Regions from separate parts of the Mus musculus genome. Here region 2 is linked to region 1. Evidence: chromatin contacts called from public Hi-C data. All regions are on one chromosome and are shown on one strand. Each heading gives the region's core, a stretch centred on a gene start, on an enhancer-like site or on the middle of the called end of the contact. The rest is flanking DNA. Distances are from core to core; before and after follow the strand shown. Region 1 holds the start of Vps13b (vacuolar protein sorting 13B). Region 2 holds the start of Ubr5 (ubiquitin protein ligase E3 component n-recognin 5).

The links. Hi-C and Micro-C count contacts between places; a contact is called where the count stands out from the background.
Region 2: a Hi-C map of CD8 T cells shows a contact between it and region 1, with 6 times the contacts expected there. The contact joins the promoter of Ubr5 here to the promoter of Vps13b in region 1. A contact is called at or near these places in 1 of 484 Hi-C or Micro-C datasets (CD8 T cells) and 2 of 9 other capture datasets (adipose tissue and liver).

Annotation. Positions count from the first base shown.
Region 1 is chr15:35,368,043-35,374,017 of GRCm38.p6, reverse strand. Vps13b (vacuolar protein sorting 13B) reads right to left here and starts at 2,900. Exons shown (of 62, transcript NM_177151.4): 1 at 2,241-2,900; 2 at 1,911-2,085. The coding sequence starts at 2,057. LOC115488525 (a long non-coding RNA gene) reads left to right here. Exons shown (of 2, transcript XR_003951638.1): 1 at 1-1,323; 2 at 1,858-3,790.
Region 2 is chr15:38,076,486-38,082,460 of GRCm38.p6, reverse strand. It overlaps Ubr5 (ubiquitin protein ligase E3 component n-recognin 5), which reads left to right and starts at 3,607. Exons shown (of 59, transcript NM_001112721.2): 1 at 3,607-4,097. The coding sequence starts at 4,036.

The sequences.
Region 1 (5,975 bases), core at 1,651-4,150:
CAGACAAAACATTCATACACCTTAAATAAATTTTTTAAAGTAAAAATAAAGAAATAATAGTGGATGGTTGGCAAGATAGCTCAGCAGGTCAGGTTTAGTGCCTGTGAGCTTCTGGGTTCAATACTCAGAGCCAAAAGCAACATAAAATAAATTCCCACACAACAATTAGGAAAGGCAAATATTCACATTCTCAAGAAACCCAGAGAATTTACAAAAGATATCCACATAACCAGCCAATACATATAGAAATATTCAAATAAAATACAATGGCACATCACTACACATCCATCAGAAAGCCAAAGATTTAAAGCAACAAACATACCAAGTAGGAGAAAAATTGGGAAATATTTAAAACCATAAGTAAGACTGTAAATTAATACACTCTGTTAAACTATTAACAATACATATTGAAATCAGACATGTGCCTACCTCCTAGATATACTTTAGGGAAACTAATGCTTATGTATATAAATATGCACACAAGAGATTGTTCATAGACACATTATGTTCATAGCCAGCAATATAAAGAAGTGAAAGTTCTACTGACAGAACAGATAAACTGTGACATCTTACAAAATGGAATACAAAAGCAACACAAAGAACAAGCTGCTGCTGACTCAGCACTATGGGTTCATCAAAACAGCAGCAGCAGCAGGAGGAGGAGGAGGAGGAGGAAGAGGAAAAGGAGGAGGAAGAAGAGGAAAAGGAAGAGGAGGAGGAGGGAGAAGAAAGCACCAGTAGCTGCTAGGCAGAAATCACTTCTATTTACCTGAAGCTCAATAGGTTAAAACCCAAACACCTCCTTCACGAAAATCTAACTGCTATGGCATGCGGCTCAGCAGCAGAAGGCCTGGCCAGCATGCAGGCAGTGCTAAGTCCAGTCCTTCATCTGAGTAACACAAAAGTGCAGAAATGAGACCAGCAGTGTCTTGGGAGTCTGGTGTGGTGGGCACACAGGTACATCTTGTAGGGTGCTAGAGACACCCCTGCCTTCATCATGATGGTGAATTCACAGGTATTTCCATACTTAAAGTTCAACAATCATACTTAGGATTTGTTCTCATTTTTAAAAACTAAAATGAAAATATCAAAGACATCCAATAACGTTTGCAGAAAATGGGGAAAGCTGGTTTTCTTAGTGCTTTGTCTGGATTATCCAATAACAAGAGTACGCCATGAAAAGTATTGATAACCATCCCCCCCATCAGCTCAAGCCTCTCCTACAAAGCAGCTGCTCTCTGGCTCTTGCGCTCCCGCAGATAATGTGTATACACATAGCTCAAGCATATGAGAAGTACTTGGCATATGTCATTGATAAATGTGGTAAGTGAATTATTGAGTATGTGAACTTTGAAGTCAGAGTTATTTGCATCAGATCATTCCAATGCCAAACCAAAAAAAAAAAAAAAAAAAAAAAAGAAAAAACCTTAAAAAGTGATTAGTAAAGATGTTTCCAGTTTTACCATCATTCTCAACCTGTGTCTAGTCAATCTGAGGATCCATGAGTGATGTCATTTCTCCTGGTAAAAGGAACAGAACTTTACATGTGCGTGCTCTTGCTGTTTTTCACACTCGCCCACTGACCCAAAAGAAGAACAAGCATGTAATGTTTCCCCGTTTCATATGACATTGTAAGAGTGTGCATATTTGGCAGTGCTTGAGAACTGAGTAAACAAGCTGAAATTTCTATCGGCTGAAAAAATGTTGGGGAATCCTAACAGAATAAGCCCTTACGAGGCAAAAAGCCTTGTATTTGTTTGTTTGTTTGTTTGTTTGTTTTCTATAAAATGAAGTCTCTAACTACACAGTAGGCAAAACACGCTAACAGGAAATTTATTATCATTCAAAACATACTAGACAGGCTATGTCTATCAAGACGAAGATGTTCCGATGGCAGCTGTACTGCTTACCTGTTCCAGAACGTCCAACTTTAACTCGAGTTTGCTGAGAACCACGTCCCCACCCCATAGTGAAAGCTGGAGATCTGAAGGTTTTAAGTTCTTGATATAGCGATTCACATAACTCATTAAAATTGGAGTTACGTACGACTCCAGCATCTTCAAATTTAAGCGTCGAAGTCAGATCCTGAAAAGGGTAAAGACGGAAATTTTGTAAGTAACTGAATCGACAGGCAGCAACTGGAAATGCACTTCTCAGGAAGCTTGGCAAGGCCGCTCTCCCGGATCGCCCGCCCGCCCTCCGGGTCCGGGCGCGAGCTCCCCGCTAACTGAGCGCCTCACCTGACGAGGAGTAGGCAGAGAGGCTGGAGGCGGCCGGCCCCCGGGCGTGGGAGGACAGCACGTCCTGCTTCACTCCTACCCTAGCGCAGCCCAGCCAGAGGCGGTCGACTCCCGGAACGCAGGCGGATCTCCGGCCATAGGACCGAGCTGGCGTCAGGCCCGCTGCTGCCGCCGCCGCCGCACCCGCTCCAAGGTAAACACGCCACAGAGCGGCGGCGTGCGCTCTTCCTCCGGGTACCTGGCGTCCGCCGCGGAAACGCCTCACGCGTTCCGCGCCACTTCCGGGTGTGCGGGCTTCGCCGTCCGTCAGGTTTCCGCGGTGGGGACAAGGACCCCGCGCGTCTGCCTGCCTGGGACGACTCCGGCTTGGCTAGGCCGGGATCCCCGCTGCCACCGCTCTGGGTTAGGAATTAACTCTACGAAGAGCTCGGTGCGGGATGCGGACCGGTAAAGTGGAAGCACCGGCGATCCGGAAGTGGCGCTGCAGGGACACGGCGATGGCCGGGACGTGACCCAATACTGCCCAAGAGGCTTAGTAGTCGGAGGCGGCAGGAACGCAGGGTGCCGTGGAGGCGGGAGAAGTAGCCTTCGTTCTTCAAGCCCAGAAAATTGAGAAACGGTTGTTTTCCGTGGCTACTGGAAGAACTGGAAAGAGGAACTGGGATTCGGTAGGGTGGAGGTCAAAGACAGGTGGGAGGAGCTAAGAAAGGCGGAAGATTTAAATTTACTGCTGAAGTTTTTTTGCAAGGCCGGGAAAGTGGACGTGGGTACACAGTTGAGATCAGGGGTGAACAGCTTAAAAGAGTGAGCTTAAACCATACTGTACATAATCTCGTTCTCAAAGCAGAGGTGAAATAGCCCCTAGTTAGTGTGCATAGGGTGCATGGAATGGAGAGGACTGGCCTACCGTCTAATATGGAGGTCCCCAAAAAGCTGAGAGAATGTGAAAATAAGAGTCCTGAGCCAAAAGTGAAATAAGTGGTAAGGACAGTGTGGATTATGTTACGATGAAATAGATGTATAGATGTTAGTAGTGGTAACTTGTGGGCTAACAGCAATAACTCAAACATCTACCTTAGAAGATAATAGACTGAGTGGATAGAAATAGCATGGGATATGCTGCCTTTTTTTTTTTTTTAAACCAGCCTCTCTTAATTTTAGGTAACTTTTGAAGAAAACATAGTGTCTTGAAAATAGTTTTCCTTTATAGGTTATTCAATGCCCACTCATAAAACTTTTGAAATTAAAAAAAAATACTATTTCTTGAGAGAATTGGAGATTGCTATAGAAAATGGTATTCGTGAGACTGCCAAAGTTCATTTTAATAGTGAAAATAATGAATTAGATTTCGCAGGCAGAAAAAACAGCAAGCAATTGCTAATTCACAGCAGCTGCTTCCTCAAAAGCCTTAATAAATGACCATGTAATGTGAATGTTATGAAAGCCTAATTAGCAAAATAAACATTTTTCTTGTTACCCAAAATACTTGAACAGCAACTAGGTTGAATCCATGGCTGAGAAGTTTTAATATTAAAATTCCCATAAATCTATACATGTGTGACAATCTAATAAAACACTATCAGGATGTTACTCAGATGCTTAAAATAATATATAGAGTGCTAAACATGAAGTTTTTCTTTTATATCCAGAAAAAAGGTGCCAAATCCCTAGCCTAAAAACATTATCTGGATACAATTTGTTTGTTTACTAAAAGTTAATCATTTTCAACCCATGAGTGTTGTTCTATAATCAAAGTAAGTTTAATTCATTTGTATTATTATTGTTTGTCAAATGAGTAGGCTTCTCCAAAGATCCTCTGTTCTCACATCTTTTTTAAGATTTATTTATTTATTATATGTAAGTACACTGTAGCTATCTTCAGACACCCCTGAAGAGGGCAGCAGGTCTCATTATGGATGGTTGTGAGCCACCATGTGGTTGCTGGGATTTGAACTCAGGACCTTCAGAAGAGCAGTCAATGCTCTTAACCACTGAGCCATCTCTCCAAACCTCTCACATCTTTTCTAAGGCAATATACATAAACACAATATATTTTTGAAGTCTCTTCTGAAAGACCATGAGGCAAATTGGGTAGACAGTAAATCTACAGAAGTAGGTCTCAATCTAGCTCAGAACAGGCTGCTTAGCAGAAACTTTCTCACCATTAAATATACTATTAGCTGTAGGATTTTTGTAGACCTATGTTAGCAAGTGGAGAAAGTTCTCTGTTTCAAGCTTGTGTGTGTGTGTGTGTGTGTGTGTGTGTGTGTGTGTGTGTTTCGTGAGTTAAGTGGATCACCTCCAAAGAAGAAATAGAATAAAACAGGAACAGAATTCAGAGTACTACAATCATATCTGCAATATTTTATCTTAAAATACTTGATGCTAGAATGGTGTTTCTCAGAAATTATTAATGTCCAGGGCCGGTGAGATAGCTCAGCCAGTAAAGACACTTGCTGTCAAGCCTGACAGTCATAGTTGGTTCCTGGAGGTCACACAGTTAGAAGAGAGCATTTGACTGCTACAACTCTTCTCTGGCTTCTGACATGCACTTATACAAATAAGTGTAATAAAATAGTTTTAATTATGTTCCACTTCCTCCATAAGGTTTATAAGCACTTAGTTATCTGAATCATTCACAGTAAAATGTAAAGAACAGTCTACATTGCCCTCAACATTCTGATCTTCAAAGGTTCAGCAGAAAAGCCCACTGAGCTCTCAACACTCAGGCACTTTTCTAACCCAAACTTCCAGATCCTTCCACAATCCTCTCCAAAACAAATAAACCCTTTCCTTCCCAAGTTGCTTTTGGTCATGGGGTTTTATCATAACAATAGTAACCCTCACCAAGACACACATTAAATTTTAAAAATCAAATATTTTTCCTATAGAACTTAATTTAAAATATCTCCACAAATTTGTTTATAGCACCCCATTCAGAAGATGGAGCCTGATTCTTATGCCTGGATGTATTGGAGGTATTTAGTGACTCACTTCTGAAAAATACACTGTGGCAGAAATGACAGTGTGTGACTTCTTCAAGTAAGATGTAAGAGGGACTGTTGATATGGTAGGATTTGCTCTGAAGGAAGCCAGCTGCCGAATGTGATACTCAGGCTACACAGTGGGCAAGGCCCCGTGATGAGAAACAGCTTCTGTGCTTGATTGAGATTTCGTTCTTCAGATGCTGAACCTCTAGCTGTGCTTGGCCACCTCGGGAAAAAACTCTGAGCCAGAACCTCCTCTTTATCACAGCCAGGGAAAGTGCCCCTGAATTTGAGAACTCCATTAGAAACTATGAGGTAATAAATATTTGGTTTTAGCCTATATTTTGGCATAGTTTTTGGTTTGGGGCTTGGTTTGGTTTGGTTTGGTTTTGAGACAAGGTCGCTGTATAGCCTTGACTATCCTGGAACTCAACTGTGTAAATAGGCTTCAAACTCAGAGATCTATCTGCCTCTGCTTCCTGAGTACTGGGATTAAAGAGCTGTGCCACCACCAACAGACATTTTGGTATAATTTCTTATATGATATTTCAAGGGGTAGGGCTGAGGATAATGCTTCCTTGGGTGAGATAAACCCTTGAGAATCTACAGGTTCAAATTTCTGACTTCAGTGTTGTCCTCCCACACATCCCATGCCAAGTTGTAGGATCCCAGTCTTTACCGATTAATGTCTTTACTTTAACCACTGAATTGCTCTGAGGCTAGGACTTGAGTTTCAGCTACTCTAATA
Region 2 (5,975 bases), core at 2,358-4,857, 2.7 Mb before region 1:
TGCAACACATTCCTCCCCTCCCCTCCCTGAACTGGTTCTACACCCAGTCTGCAACTTTCCTTGACAGGTATCTCAAGATACTGGGATCTCCAATCTCTTGGGGTCTTTAACACAATCCAGGTTTTACCTTCATACTTTCATGCAATGGCAGTGGTGTGGTTTGGATAAAAACGGCTCCCATGGGCTTGTATATTTGGATGCTTAGTCACCAGGGAGTGAAACTCTTTGAAATGGCCTCTCTGGGACTCTAGGTAGGGATACCAGAGATGCTCACCTGGCCTCAGTGGCTTTCCTTAGCCACAGAGGGAGATTCCACAACCCTTTTCTTGTATTCTTAACTCTAAATCACAACCACATGGACAAGGCTGCCAAGTTCTGCTGCTTGATGGGGCTGGAACTTGGCCCGAGTTACATTTGTATTAGCTTCTCTGTTGTTGATGGTTTCCTTTACTGCTCAAGGTTCCCTTTAATTCCTTTTTACAAGTTGGAATCTTACTTGGGTGGGGTATGAGGCCATTATTCCTTCATTCCATTTAGCATCAAGCTTTCCTTTAAAGCCTTTTATCCCTTAAGCCCTGGCCTTAGGCTCTATTGCACTTCCTGGTTCTCCTTTTTCTCCTCAAACTGCACATTTTGTTATTTCCCCTTGTCCAGCCTTTATCATTACATACATTCATAAGAGTGGTAACAGCACAGCCAATACTAGGCAGTATTGAAATCTCTCTGCCAACTTCACTAGTCCAAAACTCTTCAATTTAGCTTCAGGAAGATTTTATGGACTAGAGCATAACATTCTTCACCAAAATATCACAATTATGATCTATAGGCCACATGCTAATAGTATTCCTCTCTAAAACTTCTTGATCTGGGCCCCCACAGTTCAAGTCATCCTCAGCACTGCCTTTCATGTTGCTACTAGAGTGGCCCATTATGCCCTGTTAAAACATCCAACCATTTTTCTAGTCCGAAGTTCCAAAGTCCACATTCTACCAACAAGCAGCATGGTCAGGCAATACCCCATTGCTGGTACCAACTTCTGTCATTGTCTCTGTTCTTCTTCTGTGAAGAGACACCATGACCAAGGCCACTCTTATAAAAGACAGCATTTGGTCAGAAGATTGCTTACAGTTTCAGAGGTTTAGACCATTATCATCATGGCAGAGAACATGGAAGCACAAATATAGACATGGTGCTGTAGAAGTAGCCAAGAGTTCAATATTCTGATCTTCAGGAACATGAGGGTGGGGAGGAAGAGGAAGAGGAGAGGTGAGGCAAAGGAGAAGGATTAGGAAGAGAAGGAGAAGAGGAGGAAGAGGAAAAAGAGGAAGAGGAGGAGAAAGAAGAGGAAGAGGACAAAGGGTGGGGTACCCCCCCCCCCCGAAAAAGGGTTTCTCTGGATAGCTCTGTCTGTCCTTTAACTCACTCTGTAGACCATGCTGGCCTCAAACTCAGAAATTCACCTGCCTCTGCTTCCCAAGTGCTGGGATTAAAGTGTGTGCCACCACTGCCTGGCCGGGGTGGGGCATTTTTATTCAAACCACCACACTGCCACCCCCCAACCTTATTTCTTCATGTAATATATGATTACTACTACATGCTTTGAGTGAGGAGAGAGTCTGAACTTTAGGTACAAAAAACTAGGAGTGGATAAATGAGGCTGGACACATAATGGAAAGGAAGGTGGAGAAGGGAGGTTTGGAAGAAAAAAACATGGCAAAGCGGAGGGGCCCGGTGTGAGCCCTGGTCAAGAGCATCTGAAGCCGACATGCTCAGAGCATCCTTGAGGCTCTCTCTGCCTATGACTTTTCTTAGTTCTCTTGGCTGGAACCATTCCCTCTTTTAACTGCACTCTCGTTGCGTTTATCATGCCTATCTTTTTGGATTGGTTTTACATACTTCTAAATTATTAACTACTAGATGGGAGCTATTATATTGTGAACGGACTCAGAGTCACAACTGCTTTTTGTCTGAGCCTCAGCACTAAGGTGTTTGGGCTCTGGAATCCTTATGCAACAAGGACTTTTTTCCACCTCTCCTAGACAGGGTTTCTCTGTGTGTATTCCTAGCTTTCCTGAACTCACTGTGTAGACCAGGCTGGCTTGGAACAGAAAGATCTCTGCCTACCTCCCTGGAGCATTGAGATTAAAGGTGTGGATCACCACTGCCGGGCTAGCCAGGACATCCTTTGCCTTAGAGTGAGGTGTACTGTACTTGGAGCCATTGGCAGTATAAAGCAGTGCACACAATATGTTAAAAATCTTTCATTATGTGTATGAACTGCTGTGTGCCTGACACATCTTTTTGCTTGACATACAGTATTTAGACCCAGTGTATAACAAAATGCTGTAACTGGGTAAATAATTAAGGCCACTTGGTTAAGTAGCAGAATCAGGACTGAAATTCTACTTTGTCTGACTCTAGAACCAGCAGTGTCCATCACACGGACTTGAGGGGAAAAAAAAATCAAAGTAGCAATTACAGGATGGTTGGTAGTCATGGGATGCAGCGCTTTCAGTGGCTTAACTCACTATTAATTGACTGACACAAGGTCTTACTGTGTAGTTCTAACTGGCCTGGAACTCTTAGATCAGGCTGGCCCACAACTTAAGATGTCTGTCTGCCTCTGTCTTCTGAGTGCTGGGACAAAGGTGTGCATCATTGACCAGCCTTGAACACTTTGTAGTTTATCTAGGTGAAAACTGGAGCTGATGGCCAACTAAAAATTATTCCTTATCTGTCTCATGGTGTACCCAGTAAATCTTGATATCTAATTTTTCATGTATTCTCAAAAGAACTTCCTAAACTAAAGAAGAGAAGAAAACTGCTCTGCTGTGCAATCATTAATGTTGTATACCCGATTTAACGAACGACTGTTACAGACTGGAGAAGAGGCTTCATGCTTTCAGCGGAATTCGATATTTCGAAAGGATCACAGAAAACTTTAAGAGGGAAACTGTACCGGTTCGGGAGTGAGGGTACGCGGAGGAGGAAGAATTTCATAAGTTGTAGTTCTGATACCCCAGGTCACAAGAAATCTCCCTACAACAGATGCATATCATCTTTCATTAAAGTATACACACACACAACCACCCCCATATAAAAACCACACGAATAACTAAAAAGTGGAAATTTCCACGTTGCACGATGGTAGTGCTGATGAAAGCTGCTACACAGTCACTTCCAAGATCCTACTATCAGGTTTTGATAAGGCTCTTACGTAACTGCCTGCCGTAGGAAGCGGAGCATCTCTGGTTCCTCGGGGTACATTTCTCTTAAGTATAAATGCGGCTGGAGGACGAGAAACAACAACAAGCCATTCGCATATGCACAACCATTAGGGATCCGGGAGGAAAAGAAACCCGGCGCGCGTGCCCTTTCGCCCGGCTTCCCGAGCACGTGCTCTCTGGAACACGCCGCCCCGCCCCGGGGGGCCGGGCTCGCGGCCCAGCGCGCCAATAGGCGAGCACCTTACAGCACCGTGGCCCGACAACGTTAAGCGGCCCAATCGCTGGGGCCCGGCCGCCCGTTTCCCGGAGCCCCGCCCCGCGCGCAGAGCCCCGCCCCCGCGGCCCCGCCCTCCGCCCCTCCCCCGCCGATCGGCGCCCAGGCTGCGAGACGGAGAAACTGGGGCAGAAGTGAAGATGGCGGCGGCGGCGCTGGCGGCGGCGGTTCGTCGCCAGTGACGCGCGCTGCGGGCTGCTGTCCCTCCCCGCTCCCCGCGTCCGCCGCGTCCGCCCCGGCACCTCTCCACCCGCCGCTCGCCGCGCTCCGGGCTGCCCTCGTCCGTGCGCGCCGTGGCCGGCCGAGCGGGCGGCGCGTTGATCCGCCCTCCCGCCCGCCGCGCCGGGCCGCCGGGCCGCGGACACACGCTCGGCGGGGAGGCGGCGGTCCCTGCGCGCTCGCGGCCCTCCGTTTGGGGACCGGGAGGAGGAGGCGGTGGCGGCGGCCGTGGGATCCGGGGACGGGAAGGGGATCGGGGGGCCGGACGACAGCGGGAGCGGCTCGTTCCCGGGAGCGGGGCGCGCAGGCGGTACCATGACGTCCATCCATTTCGTGGTCCACCCGCTGCCGGGCACCGAGGACCAGCTCAATGACAGGTAATGGGGCGGGGGAGGGGCACCTCCCTCCTTTTTCCCCTCCCCCACGGCCGCGCCGGGGGCCCTACCGCCCCCTGTAGGCCCGGTGTGGGCCAAACTTGGGAGCCTCGGGCCGCGGGGCGGGGGCCGGCGCGGTGTGGACGCGGCTGCGGTGTAGACGGCCCGGCGCGCTGCCCCCTCCCCCTCCCGCGAGGAGCCTCGTTGAACTCGGCGGAGCCGGGGGCTCCCGGCCCAGGCCCGAGGAATCCATATTAGTCAAAGTTGAATTGAGACAGACAATGCGGATGGGGGATGGTGGAGGTGGAAAAGAGAGGGAAGAGGAGCGGCGGGTTCGGGGGCTCCCGCGAGTCGTGTCCCGGGGGCTGGGTTTCCCCGGGGAGGCGGGGTGGGGGTGGGGGAGAGATTCCCGGCAGACCGCGGGTTGGGAGGGGGAGGAGGGAGGGAGCGCCATGATTATTGTTATTATTATTAGATTTGAGCCCCTGCAGTGAGGTTGACTGCCCCGGGAGGGGAATGAAGTCAGGCGGGGGTTGGGGAAGTGGATTGGATTCCCTTTGCTCTCCTTCCTTCGCCTTGGTACTGCCAAACTGCTCCTGGGCCCCTGCGGTGAGAGCCTTTTTGTTTCCTTTTTTATTCTAATGATAGTGTTTTCTGGAGTTGTAATTTGACAGCTGAAAACCGTGAGTGGAGTGTCAAAGGAAAATTCTTCGGTTTGCAGTTCGCAGTGCTGCTTAACGCGCTGTGAATTTCTGGGTTGGGTTTGTTACGGGCAGAGGAGGAATTTTGATTTAAAATATTTGAAAAATCTCTTAAGGCTGTTTTGATTTGGATTTTTTTCCCCTTCGCTCTGCCACTGTGTCTTACCACTTTAGGATATTGAATTGAGTTGCAGGGCCACATGCTCACTGGGACCTAAGATAAAGCAGGAAAAAAAGTCCCTGTACTGTTGCAAAACAGACTCGGAGGTTGAGGGAGGCCTCCATTAAAGCATGTCTTGAGATCTAGGACTCACATCTAATGATGGGCCAAATGTTTACAGGTCGGAAAGTGGATCGTTTTAAGCTTCCTTCTCCCCGCATACGTCGCTGCTGGCCCATATTTCTTTTGCGTGTGGAAGGCCATCAAGTTTAGATTCAAGGTGTAATTTTTGCTAAGTGACCGGGTGACTTACGTTGTGTGACGCCCAGTTTGTCATGCTCTTCCCGGAGAGAGGAAGAGACCTAGCTTGGCCTCTAATGTGTGAGTGTTACCTTTACCTTGGTCTGGCAGCTTTTAGATCCTGGGCTGGCAGTCTAGTTTCTGGCTTGGGGTGGGGATTTGTCTAATCTTTACTGTAGCCTATTGTTTAAATACATGTTTGTAAAACTCAAAATGCCTGTTGAAAAGATCAACTACGAGCCGGGCGTGGTGGCGCACGCCTTTAATCCCAGCACTCGGGAGGCAGAGGCAGGCGGATTTCTGAGTTCGAGGCCAGCCTGGTCTACAAAGTGAGCTCCAGGACAGCCAGGGCTATACAGAGAAACCCTGTCTCGAAAAACCAAAAAAAAAAAAAAAAAATCAACTACTTGGAGTTGTCTTATAGTTAACAATTTTTTAATTTAAACATTTTGTTATAGGATCCTTACTCTGACTTACTTTCATTAGAGATGCTTACAACTTCAACAGAAGGCTTGGGGGGGGGGTGTAAATCTTAGAATCAGATTAGTGGGGAGGAAAGCTCTACTGCCATTTAGAGAAGTGTGTTGGTCATGTTTGAGTCATTTTGCTTGTAACTTTGAAATTTGCACCAGAGAAGTAGGGCATGCTTTTTGTGGTGGTCCTAACTTTATGTACCAAGAATTTTAGTGTATTTATTGAGAGTGCATGCCAAGATCTTAG